Linked DNA regions of Mus musculus: regions 2 and 3 are each linked to region 1. A link is a contact called in public Hi-C and promoter capture Hi-C data. All regions are on one chromosome and are shown on one strand. The core of a region is the stretch at or near the end of the contact, and the rest is flanking DNA. Distances in the headings are between cores, read along the strand shown.

Evidence for each region. Promoter capture Hi-C pulls out the DNA fragments that hold promoters and counts their contacts. Hi-C and Micro-C count contacts between places; a contact is called where the count stands out from the background.
Region 2: a contact with region 1 is called in a promoter capture Hi-C map of liver. The contact joins the enhancer-like site here to the promoter of Grb14 in region 1. A contact is called at or near these places in 5 of 39 promoter capture datasets (the 3T3-L1 cell line, embryonic stem cells, hippocampal neurons and 1 more), 2 of 484 Hi-C or Micro-C datasets (embryonic fibroblasts and pre-B cells) and 1 of 9 other capture datasets (pancreatic islet).
Region 3: a contact with region 1 is called in a Hi-C map of the N1E-115 cell line, with 5 times the contacts expected there. The contact joins the enhancer-like site here to the promoter of Grb14 in region 1. A contact is called at or near these places in 4 of 39 promoter capture datasets (the 3T3-L1 cell line, the C10 cell line, liver and 1 more) and 2 of 484 Hi-C or Micro-C datasets (the N1E-115 cell line and pre-B cells).

The regions. Positions count from the first base shown.
Region 1 is chr2:65,019,833-65,024,602 of GRCm38.p6, forward strand. Grb14 (growth factor receptor bound protein 14) reads right to left here and starts at 2,934. Exons shown (of 14, transcript NM_016719.1): 1 at 2,628-2,934; 2 at 1,255-1,387. The coding sequence starts at 2,812.
Region 2 is chr2:65,282,360-65,286,879 of GRCm38.p6, forward strand. No RefSeq gene overlaps it. Among named protein-coding and RNA genes, the nearest start is that of Cobll1, 46 kb to the left of the region's middle. Within about 2 kb of position 3,117, at least 80 of the 459 cell types and tissues checked have an H3K27ac peak or open chromatin away from gene starts, as enhancers often do. A contact at or near this core is called in liver, where this site is marked.
Region 3 is chr2:65,405,788-65,410,801 of GRCm38.p6, forward strand. The region is part of intron 1 of Gm34739 (a long non-coding RNA gene); the gene reads right to left. Among named protein-coding and RNA genes, the nearest start is that of Gm34739, 7.1 kb to the right of the region's middle. Within about 2 kb of position 1,559, at least 11 of the 459 cell types and tissues checked have an H3K27ac peak or open chromatin away from gene starts, as enhancers often do. A contact at or near this core is called in the N1E-115 cell line, where this site is marked.

The sequences.
Region 1 (4,770 bases), core at 1,684-4,183:
CGTGGTAATAAGCATGCCCGCTCCCCAGGGTATTTCCTCCCTTCCCCTAAGTAAAACTACATCACTGAACCAATCAGAGGTTAATATATGAAAATTCTCCTACTTATACACACACATATGTGATATATATATATATATATATATATATATATATATATATATATATATATTTACCTGTTTCCTCCCTTCACCTCACCACGGTTCTCTGAATGTTAAAGTTTCCTCTCCCCAACTCCAAAAAAACCCCAAAAACACCAAAAAAAAAGAGAGAGATGTTTTTTGACAAGTGAAGCTATTCTTTATTTTGTTAATTCAAAACTGGAATAAGTCCATGAAAAAAGATGAATAATTCTAGGATGTGTTGCTTTTTCACTCCTAAAATGTATAGTTATGAAATATCATTTCTTGGCTGCTTGGACTTTTTCTATCTAATTGGTGTAAGTCAGTCTCAAACAAGAAAGAAGACCATTAAAAAAAAAAATCCATTTTATCATGGCTTCCAAGTCAAATGCCTTCTGCAGCTGGAACCTCCAAAACATAAAGTTTGCCGAAAAGTATTTTGAGCTGCAAACTCCAATTACCTCATGTAGATTCCTTTTTTTAAAAAATTATGGTGTGTGTGCATGCATGTGTGCGCATGGGCTGGTGCATGTGCGTGTGTGCGTACGTGTACATATCCATGCCCCAGAACCCATGCAGAAGTTTGAAGACAACTTTTGGGAGTAAGTTATTTCCTTCTACTTGTTGGGTCTCAGGAGTCTAACTCAGGTCCTCCAGCAAATGCCCTCACCTACTGAGCCATTGCTCTTGGTCCCTGTCAGGTTCTCTACAGCACTTTCCTTTGGTAAAGGAGGCTAGCCTTATATGACATGTGTATAAGGAAAGACACCATTAAATAGCAAACAAAGAGCCGATCGATCCCCTTCTCACCTGATATTATAGTCCCGCCCCTTCCAATTAAGACTGGTGTGAAATTGATGCCTGTTGTCCGATAGGCAGTCAGGACAGGTGCACTCTCAACCCTATTCTCTCCCAAGAACCCAAGAGGAAATGTTTGATATTCCCACTACACAGCTGAGGAAGCTGAATCCCAGAAGGAACATCATCTCAAGGGCCCCTTTCAGTCAAGGGCCAAGCAAATTCTCGTTTGATGCTTTGTTTTGGTTTGGTTTGGTTTTTTTGCAAAACTCTTGAAGTCTGTGTGGGCACAAGCCTTGGAAGACCTTAGGGTTTCACAGGTTTGGAGGTGCATACCTGCTTCTTCCTTGAATTGGCCCTGGGAAACAGGCCTGCTGACAGCACAGATGTAAGCGGAGAGCAGCAGAGCTCAGGAAAGGGGTTGGGAATGGGTGGCTTTTCCAGAACATCCAGATCTTTCATTTTTCTCCTACACCAAGAGAACATAGGACGTCATTTACATAAAACAGAATAGGAAATGTAATTGCTGTCAGGGGAAAGAGCATTGCTCAGGCTAACGTGTACCGCTTGGTGACAAGGCTAACACTCTATAAGTAGGTGTACAGGAAAGAGCAAGGATGTCGTGCCCATGGGTCAAAAATAAAATATGCCAATTACCACAAATAATTCTATACCACCTCCCCCACCCCATCTCACAGAAAAAGAAAAGAAGAAGAAGAAAAGCCTTGGGAGGCATTGACACTCCATTTCCTGTACTTAGGGCTTTCCTGAACACCAACACAGGCTACATCATGATTTATGCAAACATTACCCAGGGGAGTGTGCCATTTCCTGGCTCCTATTAAATTGACAAAATCTGTAAGTTACATCCAGTAAACTCATCCCCAGGATTTTTTTTTTACTCATCACTGCTGGAAGTTATGATTTATTAAATATAGATGTGGTTCATCTCACTTCGAATTTCATTCACAATGTTGCCCACACACAGTCTGCTAATTTTTCAAGTGCTTATAGATACAGAACACCAAGGCAGTCCTTCTGGGAAGGTAAGTCAATAGAATGTGTTAGCAGGAATGTAACGCTAGGCCACTGGGGAGTTATTTTAACTTGACTGAAGTCAGAGCGCTTTGCAAATCCTGACAAAGAAGCAGGAGTGGTATTTAGATGTGCGACTGCAAAAAGCCACGGATTCTTAAGCTCTTCTCGCCTTTTTCTTTCCTAAGTATGACAACTCCAAAGGCACTTAATGCTCATTGCTGTGGAGATGAGAAACCTTGGAAAGCCGCTGCCCTTTCCTGTGGAACATAAAGACGGCTCAAATGTCAACCCCTGCTCTGCCTCTCCCGGGTCCTTGGAAGACTCTATCTACGTGGGAGGTGAACACATTCAAGCTTGGATTTTTGAAGCCTATAGTGTAATAGGAAAAGGGCCACCCAGCAGCTGAATGTGGTCAGTCTGGAGTGAAGCCTTCTGGTTCACCCCAAAGGGCAAAGGTGAGACAGACCGCTCTCCACCACCCCGTGATGCTATTTATAACAGGGCACCTGGAGATCGTGGTGCCCTCCTGACCCCGCGGGATCTGGCTCCAAGGGAATTGTCTTCAGACACTTTCCAAACTTGGTCCGGCTCTGGGCACACACTCACCCCTGGGCCGCCTCCATACCCCAAGAGCGGATTGCTGACCCGGACACCACCACGAAGCTGCCTACCTGTCTATGGCACCGCGGAGGGTCGCATCGGAGGCGGGGGACAGCGCGTGCAGTCCGGGGACCTGCGCCGGGTCCTGGGCGTCTCCCTTGCCCTGGGCAACGCGGCACACCTGCACTGCCAGCGGCGAATCCTGGGCGCCTGCCCGGCCCGCGGCGCTCTGCCCGTCTTGCAGGGACGTGGTCATGGTCGTAGGCCAGGGGTCTAGGGAGTCATCGACCGCGAGGCGAAAGCTACGAAGGGCTGGGGGCGAGCAGAGCCGAGCGGTTGCAGGCAGCGAGCGCCTTGCAGGTGCGGTGGCAGGGCCGCCTGCGCTCACGGCCAGGGCGGCTGGGACGCGGTGGGGCGGGGAGCGGGGGAGGGGCGGGGGCGGAGGAGGAGGGTGGGGACGTAGAGGGTGGGGACCGGGAAGAGCGGTGCTGGGGGGCGGGGAGGATGGAGCGCCAGCCTGGCGGGCCCTGCGCGTAGCCCGGGCACTCGGGGGCGCTGGTGTCACTCTCCTGAAGCGTGGGGACCTCGACCTCAGGCTCCCTAAGTCCCACCGCCGCTTTCCCAAGTGGGTGACCCAGCACAAGGCTGAAAGTCCCGCGGGCCGAGTGCCACTCTGGGCTAGGAGGACCGACCTCCAATCTGCCTGGGTCCAGGCAGAACTGGTCCTTAGACCCTTCCGTGCCAGTAGGGCCACGGGAGATCACCTAAGCTGTGGCTTGATCATCAAGACAGACCCACAGTACTGGCAAACCAGGAGGAAATCTTAGGGCAATGTATTCTCCAGTCCCGCCCCCCACCCCGCGCTCCCTCCCCCACCACCCCTTTCCTTTTCCTCCGTGGCAAGAGATGGAGTAAAGTGAGGAAAAATCAGGGTTGCTGTCTTAGAAAAACTCCTTTGAACTGGTGAGAATTCTCAGTAAAACCTGAATGAATCTCAAGGTGCCTGGGATTATTAATAGAGTTTTTTCCTTGTGTTCGTTCTTTCTTTCTTTCTTTCTTTCTTTCTTTCTTTCTTTCTTTCTTTCTTTCTTTCCTTCTTTCCTTCTTTCCTTCTTTCCTTCTTTCCTTCTTTCCTTCTTTCCTTCTTTCCTTCTTTCTTTCTTTTCTTTTCTTTTTATTTATTTTTTATATTTTTACTTAGTTATTAATTAATTTTTTTTTTTTTTTGGTTTTTGGAGACCAGGGTTTCTCTGTGTAGCCCTGTCTGGCCTGGAACTCACCCTGTAGACCAGGATGGCCTCGAACTCAGAAATCTGCCTGCCTCTGCCTCTGCCTCCCAAGTGCTGGGATTAAAGGCCTGTGCCACCACTGCCCAGTTCTTTTCTTTTTTTAATGAGAGCATCTTTCTCATATTTTCCACATTCTGCCTTGCTCTCCTAACTATTCCATGAATCTACTACTTGCCTCATTTTATACATAAGAATATTAGGGTCCCCAAGCAACCCAGGGCAAGGCCCTGCTTAGCTCTTAGTTAACAGATGCACTCAGGATTCATCCCATAAGCTTCCATGTCAACCTAGGCAATGAAACAGTAGAGGCATTGTGTTCTTCCAGGATGCAGCAACCATACCCTGAAATCCGGACTTCTGTCCCTGCTTTTCATGAAGTATCCTACATCCTGTGCACCGTGGAGGACTTTCAGAGAGTTTACACACTCTTTGTTCTCTGACCAACTTAGATATCATCTGGTCCTGGCACCTGTTTCCCTAAGTCAACCTCCACTTCTTCTGTCCATGGCAAGATAAACATCCCTCCTGAAAAAGTGAGCCATCCTTGTTGTCCTGCTTGAGTATATCCCCTATCAGAATGTCAGCCCCAAACTCTGATGACAACTGGGGTTAAAATTGGCATGCTTCCTGGTTATAACCACTCCACGAACTGAGAACACTTGAGTCACAAAATAGGTAATAATCAACTTCTTCATCTTCCTAAAGTCTAAATTAAGAATTAAAACAGCATGAATGTCCATGACTGTGTGGAAGCTGTGGCTTCCAGGAGTCCTTATAAAAGGCAGTGGCCAACCCAGAACAAAAGAGTGGCTTCCCTGGGGGATAAAGCTAATACTAATGGTCTTAGCTAAAGCTTATCACTATACATGTGGGCTTTAAATGCATTTAATGGCAAAGCACTGAGTGGTGGTTTGAATATGCTTGG
Region 2 (4,520 bases), core at 1,867-4,366, 260 kb after region 1:
TTCCTAGAACTTATAGCAGAACTGTATAAATGTTAACTTAGTATTTTAAAAAGTGAGTGTCGTCACATGTGCTTCTGTGACTGAGGCTGATCAACCGGGAACTATTGTGCTGTTTGCTCTTGGATTCCAGTCACTGAGGAGAGTTACCCACTGCCTATTTGTGAGTTTTCTTCACTCTGTATTGGCCTCTCATACAGAAGACAAGGCTGCCTATTGTCCCTGACAGTAAAGATGGCTCTTTCCTTTAGGGATAAGACCTTTATTTGATCCCTTCCTGGAATCCTTAGGTGGTTGGGCAGCCACTAATAGTAATGTGCACAGCAAGTAGGGTAAAAAAGGGACAAATGCATTTCAAAATTATTTATTCATTTGTACTTTTACTACATAGCCCGGATTATCTTCAAACTCTTGGCCTCAAGCAATCTTCCTGCTTCAGCCTCAAAAGCAACTGGAGCTATACCTTTATGACACTGTGTCCAGCTTAGACTGTATTTTAATTCAGGCTTTCAAAGATAAGTTTGTAAGAATTGCTGGCCAATATCTGTACTTACAGGATTAGCTAAGTGAGAAGCCATGGATAGTCATTACAAGGATATCTTAGGCGTTATCAAGTTGATTAGTTCAACGGGAACGCTTTTGAATATTAACAGTTCGGAGGATCTTGTAATGCATCAGTTACGATGAGGAGTGTGGCTGATTTTGTAGGAGTTAATTAGTCATTGAAATGTCATCTGAGTATTGTCACAGACAGTGTATCATCAGCCAAGCAGGCATATCTTTGCAGATCAATCTTCTAGCAAGGAACAGGAAATCAGGAAGTCAACTGTTCTGCTGTGTTTCACAAGAGCATGCTATTCAACCCCAGAAAGGACACCCCCCCTCCTTCTCTAGTTCTTTTCCTGTTCCATGCCCACAGAAGGCCCCCGAATTGAGAGCCTGATTTTTCTCTTCCATAACTGGTCTTGTTAGTTGATTAATGCTCTATTTCTCAAACTCAGATATAACAAAATAAACGAACAAATAATGAAATAAATGAACATTGGTGTATGGTTCAACACAAAATGAGCTCTGTTGTGTTATATGAAAAAGAGAGAGTCAGTATATGTTTGATAGAATCAGGTATGGTGAGATGGAAGGGGGTGCCTCTGTGGGCCCATGCTGAGGCATCCCTTCCCATGCTAAGGTACCAGCCATAGGATGGATATAGTATGGAATAGAGTTTGTTTAGGGGATGGGAAGGGGAATAGAGGAGGAAGTAGAGATAGAGAAAGGCAGAGAGAGGGGGAAGGAGGGGAAGAGGGGAGGAGGAGAGGAGGGGAGGAGGGAAAGGGACTGAGAGAGAAGGGACAGAGAGGGAAAGAAAGTAAGAGAGTAAGAGAGCAAGGATGGAACTCAGCCCCTTATATAATGAGTCAGACATACCTGGCTGTTGCCAGGTAACTGCGGGGCAGAGACAAGCAGGGATTCTAACATTCCTCCATTTTGGATTAATTAAAAAAAAGGAAAAACTAGACAGGGGAGATGGTGAGGCAGGAATAGGGTCATAGCATAGTGATCTTTAGTTACCTCCTGCTGACTTTAGGGCAATGTGTCTCTGGGAAACCTAAGAAAATGGGTATGGGGATGTTGGTCCATTCTTAAGAGAGTTGGCTGTTTCCTTGCTGTCTAGGGTCTGTGGGACCATCTGTGGCTAGGAAGGAGCAGGTAACTGTGGGGTGGAGCTTAGAAGGAATGCTAACGGGCTCCATGGTGTTGTTTTTTCTTTAAATGAGCGTTTTGTTTTGCTTTCCTATTTCTTGTCTTAATTTTTTTAAAGTCTGTTTTGATTTTGTTTTTGCTTTGAGAAAGGGAAATAAAGAAAAGGAAAGAGCATGCAATTGGATGGGTAGGGGCAGTGGAGACTGCCTGGGAGGAGTTGGGGAGGGGAAATTCTACGATCAAATTATATTTTATGAAAAAAAATTGAAGTTAAAAATTGATTAAAAATAATCCCCCAATTTCTCCATTGTAAGGAATCTGTTAGGGTAACAAAATTCTATTTGTTCCTTTAAGGACTTCTGTGTTTTGGAGCTGTAGGGAGAAGTCAGCAGGAGCTCATCTGACAGAGGTTGTATGCACATATTCATAGTGCGGTTAGACCGGAGTCAGCAAGCAGGACTGGCTCAACCTCACTGTAACTTCCCATGAGTAAAACAGGGGGCTGCATATTACATTACGGCTCAACGATTTCATGTCAGTTTTGAAGATTCATGATATATGTGCTTCCACCGCAGAGCAAACAGGTTATGTGCAGCACTCTTAGAGCTTAATATACTTTTTATATTCTCAAAACATCCTCCTGCGCTCCCACTATCGAGCCTTGGTTCTGGGAAAGAACACCGAGGCACAGAAGAGTTCCGAGTCAGGCACATGAGCTTATACACAGGTGCTCTAGTAGTAGCTTTAGGTCCTGGCAGTGACCTTAATGAGGAGCTCTGCCGTGGGGTTGTTCACCCAGCCTTCAGAGAGCCACTTTACAATGCAGCATTACTTACTGGCACAAGCTCCCTGCCATCATCATCAGTTCTCACCTTTCCTCTACATCAGTGCGCTACAACAACGGCTCTCTTCACACTTTTCTCTCTCCATCCTAGCAGTAGAGCCCTCTGGTGCTTCCCCACTCTATTTCTTACAAAGTGAATTAGAAAATACTGCCCTGTGGGGTTTAAGTAAACAAACATGGACTACTGTGTTTGGAATAACTGATGGTTTCCTGATATGGCTGGGTCGTCCTTTATTTACCTACCCCTAGGTCAAAGAAAACAAAAATTTTTTAAAATATTATATAAAAAGTCCTTAAATACCAAAGACACTATCTTTCCTCATTGATTGTCAGAGGCCACAGGCAAGCTCTGGAAATGAATCAGAAAACTCATTCTGGGTGGGCATGGTGGAGCAGCCCTATAGTCCTGGGACTTCAGAAGTGGAAACAAGGGGCTTTGGAAGTCAGAGCCAGAATGGGTTACATGAGATGCTATTTCAAATCACAGCAGCAGCACCACCACCAAAGGAGAGCTATCCTGCACTTCTGGCTCTGGGGGACAGTGCTGCTGCTCCTCAGGTAGCAGAGCTCACAGTCTGACCAGAGTTCCTGTGCTGACTCACCTCGCCTGTGGAGGCCTTGGGGGTTGGGGAGTCTGCTGGAGCTGCTGGCAAAACAGCAACTGTTTTGTAATGTCTGTCAATGGTGCTATTTGTTTTGGCCTTTCCTCCATAAATTTGGTGGGTAGCCAGGGCAACACAGGGTATTCCTTAGACGAGAGCTAGGCATAGCAGCTGCATGAATCTCTAAGTGGTGGACGGGAAGCAGTGGCAGAGGATGCTGGCCAAGGCCACATTGGAATAGAACTTAACAACTTACCTGCTCAGATTTGAATAATGAACTGAAGCAAAAGAACTGTTATAGCAGGCCTCAGCATGCAGAGAGATGCCTGCTCCCTGGGGGGCTCTGCATGTCATGCTGGTGGCCAAGAATCACACCAGGACTACAGCTGAGAAGTTCCTCTCAACTTCCAAAAGTATTGGACATATTTTATATTTGTGATCATAATTACAGGGCAGTGTGAAAAGCTTGAACCGGTTTGGGGGATAGGTACACTCATATTTCTGAGAAATGAGAAAGAAAGAATTAATTGGCATAAAAACATGAGCGTATTTGCCAGTTGATTAGTAAGTACCATAATAAAACATTATGGGGAAAGCTCTATGTGGAGACTGGGTGTGGCACACACATTTAAGTGATGAGAACTCCATTTTCTGTATCCATTCCTCTGTTGAGGGACATCTGGGTTCTTTCCAGCTTCTGGCTAATCAAGAAAGAGCATGTCGATCTACTTTTTACAAATGTTATGTGTGTGTGTGTGTGTGTGTGTGTGTGTGTGTGTGTGTGTGTGTGCATGCGCATGTGTGTCTATGACCATGGAGGTCAGGAAAGGGCATCGGGAATCTGATGACAATATATACCAGGAATAAGGATCAAGGTAGCAGGAGTTGAGCTGCCTGACAGTACTGGGCACAAAACCCCAGTCCTCTGAAAGAGCAGTTATATTTTCTTAACCACAGAACCATATCTCCAGCCCTGAAATGTGGATTTTTTTTTTTAACTGTTCCACAGGGTTGGCAAAGAAGAGTTCCACGTGATGATGGTCACAACATCAGAAGTTCTCATATTTTAATCTAAATACATAATCCTTCCAAGACTATTGATTTTGAACTGTATTTGAGTCCTACGAGCCTATAAAAGAACTCCGAAATCCCCTTCATTGCTTTGGGCCTATGTAGCCAAATAATTCCTGAAGTTTTTAACCTGTCTTTTCTTTAACTGCAAGGGTCATCACGCTGCTCCTTCTTGCTTTAACTTCATGTAAGACATCATTAATTATGCATGTTATTACGATGTTAATTCTCCCTTCAAATACCTCATTAAATAGATGTGATGTTAGCTATGTGCTTTTCCCCCTCTGAGTCAATTCAGAAGGCCT
Region 3 (5,014 bases), core at 309-2,808, 380 kb after region 1:
CCACTGATGTTCAAAGCATGTTTGGAGCCTGGCTCCAACTGCTGTCTTCTTCTGCAGAAGCCCTCAGTTTCCCCAGCCCGCTGACTCTGTTCCCAGCACCAGCCCTCCACTTCTCCACAAGTGGGTGCTCTGGGTCACTAGGACTCATCTCTGCTCTCAGAGCTGGCCCACTCCTGGGGGAGCTTTTCCCTCCTAGGAGTGACTGATTCGCTTCTGTAGCCACTCTTATTTTATTTCTAAAAATTTAGTTGGTAGATCCATAGCACTTATTTATCACATATTTGTTAACATAGGTCCAGTTGCGGTGACTATGTTAGAATAATTCACATATCTATCACACAGAATGCTTGTTATTTCTTCATAGAAGAACATTTTAAGACCTTTTTCCTTTAGGTATTCTGAAATATCCAAGGAATTAATCCTAACTATAGCTACCTTCTTGTTTTATAGAATGCTGGAACTTAGGATTCTTTTCTAATGTGTTTTCTTTATTCATGCACCCAATGGTAAATACTTAGGTTGCTCCACCATCTTGGCCATTGTGAATACTGTAAGATAAACATTCAAGGGCCAACGTTCAAGGCCAGGCATGTCTGTCTCATACTGATTTCCTTTTCTTCGGCTTGATACCCAGTGGCAGCATTGCTGAATCATACAGAGTTCCTTTTGTTTGTTTGTTTGTTTAATTTTCCTTTTTTGCTTTGTTTTGTTCTAAGGTTGAAATCTCTCGAATTCTCCTGCTGTTTAAGGTTGAAGTCTCCTGCTATTCTGTGAACACAGGTTATGAAGAATTGTATTCACTGCTTTTCTGGACCCATATGAGTTTTCGAGAATGTGAGCAGAACGTTGATTTTAGGCAGTCACCAACAACCTGCGAACTCAACCAGGGACAGATAGCACGTTTTTGCTTTAGTGGTTTAGTAGTGTTGGGGACACAGAGGGAGCACTCTGTATGGCAGTGATGGAAATGCTCCCTGGCAGAAGCTAATATTCATGAGCAATAGGGTTTGGTTTTGTTTTGTTTTGTTTTGTTTTGTTTTGTTTTGTTTTTGGCTAAATTTACTTAGTTGTTAATTGAGTGACCTAGCCTTCCTGTCATTGATAATTTATTATCGAACTTAAATACATAATTTGTTCTGTTCATTTGGAAAAAAAAATCCTGAAAGATAAATTGATACAAATCTATGTTATTATAAAAAAAATGTGGTCAATTTTTTTTATTTTTTAACCTGATAACATCTAGAGTGAGGTTAAGTCTTTATTACAGTTTTTTTTTAAAAAGGATACATTGTATAATTATACTTTAACTTTAAAAAATACATATATGTTAAACTCTCCTCTTAAAGCTACTTAGAAGGATGTCATATAAGAAAAAGACACTTGAAAAATTCCAGAGGCTCATGCCAATGATGTGATGAAGCAAAGCTGGCAGAGAAAAGGATGTATCTGATAAAAGAAACCTTGCCAAATAATTCTGGTGTTTATAGTAGACGCTTTACTTCTGCTTAATTGTGGGGCGATATGATGACACAAAACAGAAGGACTCAGAGGACATGAGTCAGCACTACTTACTTCTAGGAAATGCAACTTGCAGTGGCTGCCATCTTTTTATAGAGCAGAACTTGCTGTGGTAGTAGATGTGTTCTGGATTTGAGCTTTTCTAAGGAAAGCCACCAGGGGTAAATGGACTGCATTTAAAATTCTTTATAATACATTATATAGTTGATGTGATTCATGGCTATCATATTAGACACAAAAGAGACATCTGTGGGGCTTAGTTTTGGAGATAGTAAAAGTTAAGAAGAATGAGGTGAAAGTGAAGAATGTATGTTTGTATGTATGTATGTATGTATGTATGTATGTTTGTATGTATGTATGTATGATCTATCATCTATATATCTATCTACCTATCTTTCCATTCATAATCTATTCATTCATTTTGATTATCTATCTATCTATCTATTATCTTTTTCTATATGTTTATTTCTGTAAAAGAAGGGAAGAAAGTGACTACTCTTCAGCTAGGAAAAGAAATGAAGTGTTGCTTCTTACTATTTGGTAAACCCAGGTCTAGTCTCTTACAAACTATAAAAGACCTTCATTTGTTGCCTCTGTTACTTCATACTGAACTATGATATATAAAATCTGTGTTCATTTCCATTCCCTGATAGACACTTCATACTAGTTAAATGCATTCACAGAACATTCCTTGGCAAATCGAATATTTTGAGTACCTAGAAATATATATTCACATTGGTCCAATTATCACATTAATGTATGTTTGTATTTGTCCTAACATAGCCAAAAGCTATGCATAGACTTACTGGCTATATCTGTGCTTCATTGATTTGGAGGGTTGCCTAGAGTTTAGGCTAAGATCTAGAACCCAGACTGACAAAATTTGACCGCCATACTCTCCGCTTATCCGTTTATTAGGTGTGGAACTCTTGGACAGATACTTGAACATCAGTTTTCCATTAATGTTGTTATAAAAGTTTAAAAGACCTCATGTTTCCCCAGTGCATACCATGGTGTTTTGTGCTATCTATTGATATGTTAAATGAAAATGAAGAGTTTGGAAGCTCCCAGTTAATACTAACATTCATGCTACTTTCTCACAAGAGTGTGTTTAAATGCCCATCATATGACAGAAAGCAGAAATGCCCATCAGTTAACTAGATTGGTGCTGGTCTGTCCATCTGTAACTCAGGGGATTTGACATGATTGCACAGATTTTTTTTTCCTCTGCCAACATTGAGGCTTTCAATGCGACCTCTATGAGCAAACAGGAAAACTATGGCTCTAGTTTCACAGTCTTGGGATGGATCTGTTTCCGGAATGTGAATAGGTGCCTAGGTTAGGCTGGTGGAATTCAATATTCTGTTGCTAAGATCTAAGCCTCTTCATGGCATCCTATTTTTAGAGTGCTCAAGAGTGAATCAGAGACCTATGATTAATTATTAATGATTATGAAATAACACTGTTGGATGACAGCAAGTAGAAACTTCTAATACCAGCTGCTTTGAGGATTACTTTTTAACAAACACATGAAAGCTTTTCTGAAGTTATATTTACCTCTTCGAACACTGCTTATTTTGAAATATTTTTTCCCTAAGTGTCTATTGTGCCATCCTCTCTCGGAGAGAAAAGACTGGAATGACAAGCTTTGGAAAATGACACCTACTGCTTTTTCTTTATTACCATGCAGACTAACTTTCTCAAATGAGGAAATGCTTGCTTGACAGCCTGTCAGAATAAAGGAAAACTTTAAACCATTTGTCCTAACAGTACTCTAATGACCTGTAATATTGATCATTGAGGCTGTTTTCTCTAAGTTAGGTGGATAAGAAAATTCAGGAAGGTTAAGTACCAAGCTATACATGGTTGGCACATGATTGTAATCTCAGCTCTGGGGAGAGAGAGAATGCAGAATCCCGGGTTTGATGACAACTTGAGCTATACAGTGAGGCTATATCTTAATAAGCCACATTGTCTTCAATATTTTAAAGGGGATCATGGATTTTCCTAAAAAAAAAAAAAAAAAGACAACGTGACCCAAGGCAAAAAATGAAAGGACCTTTAAGAATATTTTTTCCCCTTTACTTCTGTAGTAAATGCAAGGAACAGACTCTATATTTCAAGATCATTATCCATTGGTAGCCATTTCCACAAAATGCTTATTCACCCACAGTTGATCCTAAAGATGTTTGAAGAGCCCATTCCAAGTATCCATCTTAGTGCGATGCTTAAGGCGTGTCCTTGAGACTTCTTTTGCTTCCAGTTTACTCTGTCACTATTAGGACATAGCCTGTTTATTCTCAGGTGTATATAATATAAAAGGTACCTCAGTTATGACAGCCTGTAAAAACATTATGAGTGTTATTCAAAGCCTTGAGTAAAGCAGTGGGGAGTTCAAGTAGGAGTTACTGTTTGGAAAGAACATGGTGGGACTTCCAAGGCTACCCTATACACAGAATCATAAGTCAAATGCAACTAGAAACTTAAGACACTAATCAAATCCTGATTATGGATGCTATCCCATGATGTAAGAGGCAGTTCCGACAGCCTAGGATATATGATCAAAGTTTAGCTGGTCAGGGAAGGAGGAGAATGAAGACATTTAGTTGGCTTCATGGACAAGGCCTCCATTTCTTTCTGTTTCTAACGTACATACACACATACATACATATGGTCTAAATGTACAGTTCAGGCTAGCATTGTGCTCATATGTAGGCCAGCCTAGCCTCCTGGCTGAGACTTGTGTCAATCCTGCCCCAGCTTGCTGAGTGCTGGGATAATAGGCATAAGCAACCATGTGACTAGGACATGCACCACCATGTCTAGCTTATTACTCTTACTATCTTTTTCACCTCCTCATTCTTCTCTTCTGGCATGTTAGACAGACTTGTATCTTGGCTCTGTAGCCAAGGTTGGTCTTGAATGGTGGAAATTCTGTTTTAGTTTCTCAACTGCTGGGATTCCAGCATGAGTTACCACGCCTGCCTCTGACTCATGGTTTACCCTTCCCACTTCTGCCTTCTTCTCTGTAGTGGCTATGGATGCTCCACAGAGAGGCGATGAATGGTTTTGAAGTCTTTCTTGATGAGATCTTATTTAGCACACTGTGCTGACATACAGTAGGACAGAAGGCCAGTGGTAGATACCAGACAGGAGGGAAGGACAGTCAACAAATTCCAGAACACCAAGAACAGTGAGAGTGGATGGTTTACAAAGAATCAGCAGAAACTATCACATCAGAATGCTCTGAACCAAAAATGCTGAAACGCCTACTGTCTGAGCCCTCCCATCACTCACAACAGAAGTCCCCCATTGAAGGCCAGCCTCTCCTGTGTTCTCTCAATAGCATCATTTCCAGTTTCTTAAGAACTTTACATTCTATGCTGCCTTCTGTCATCCCTTGGTCTCTTCTTGGGGCCATTCATCCTCCTTACGTCTCTTTCATCTTAAGGAACAAAAAACCCTTGTGTAATAATAGCCCAGTCTCTTTTTCTTT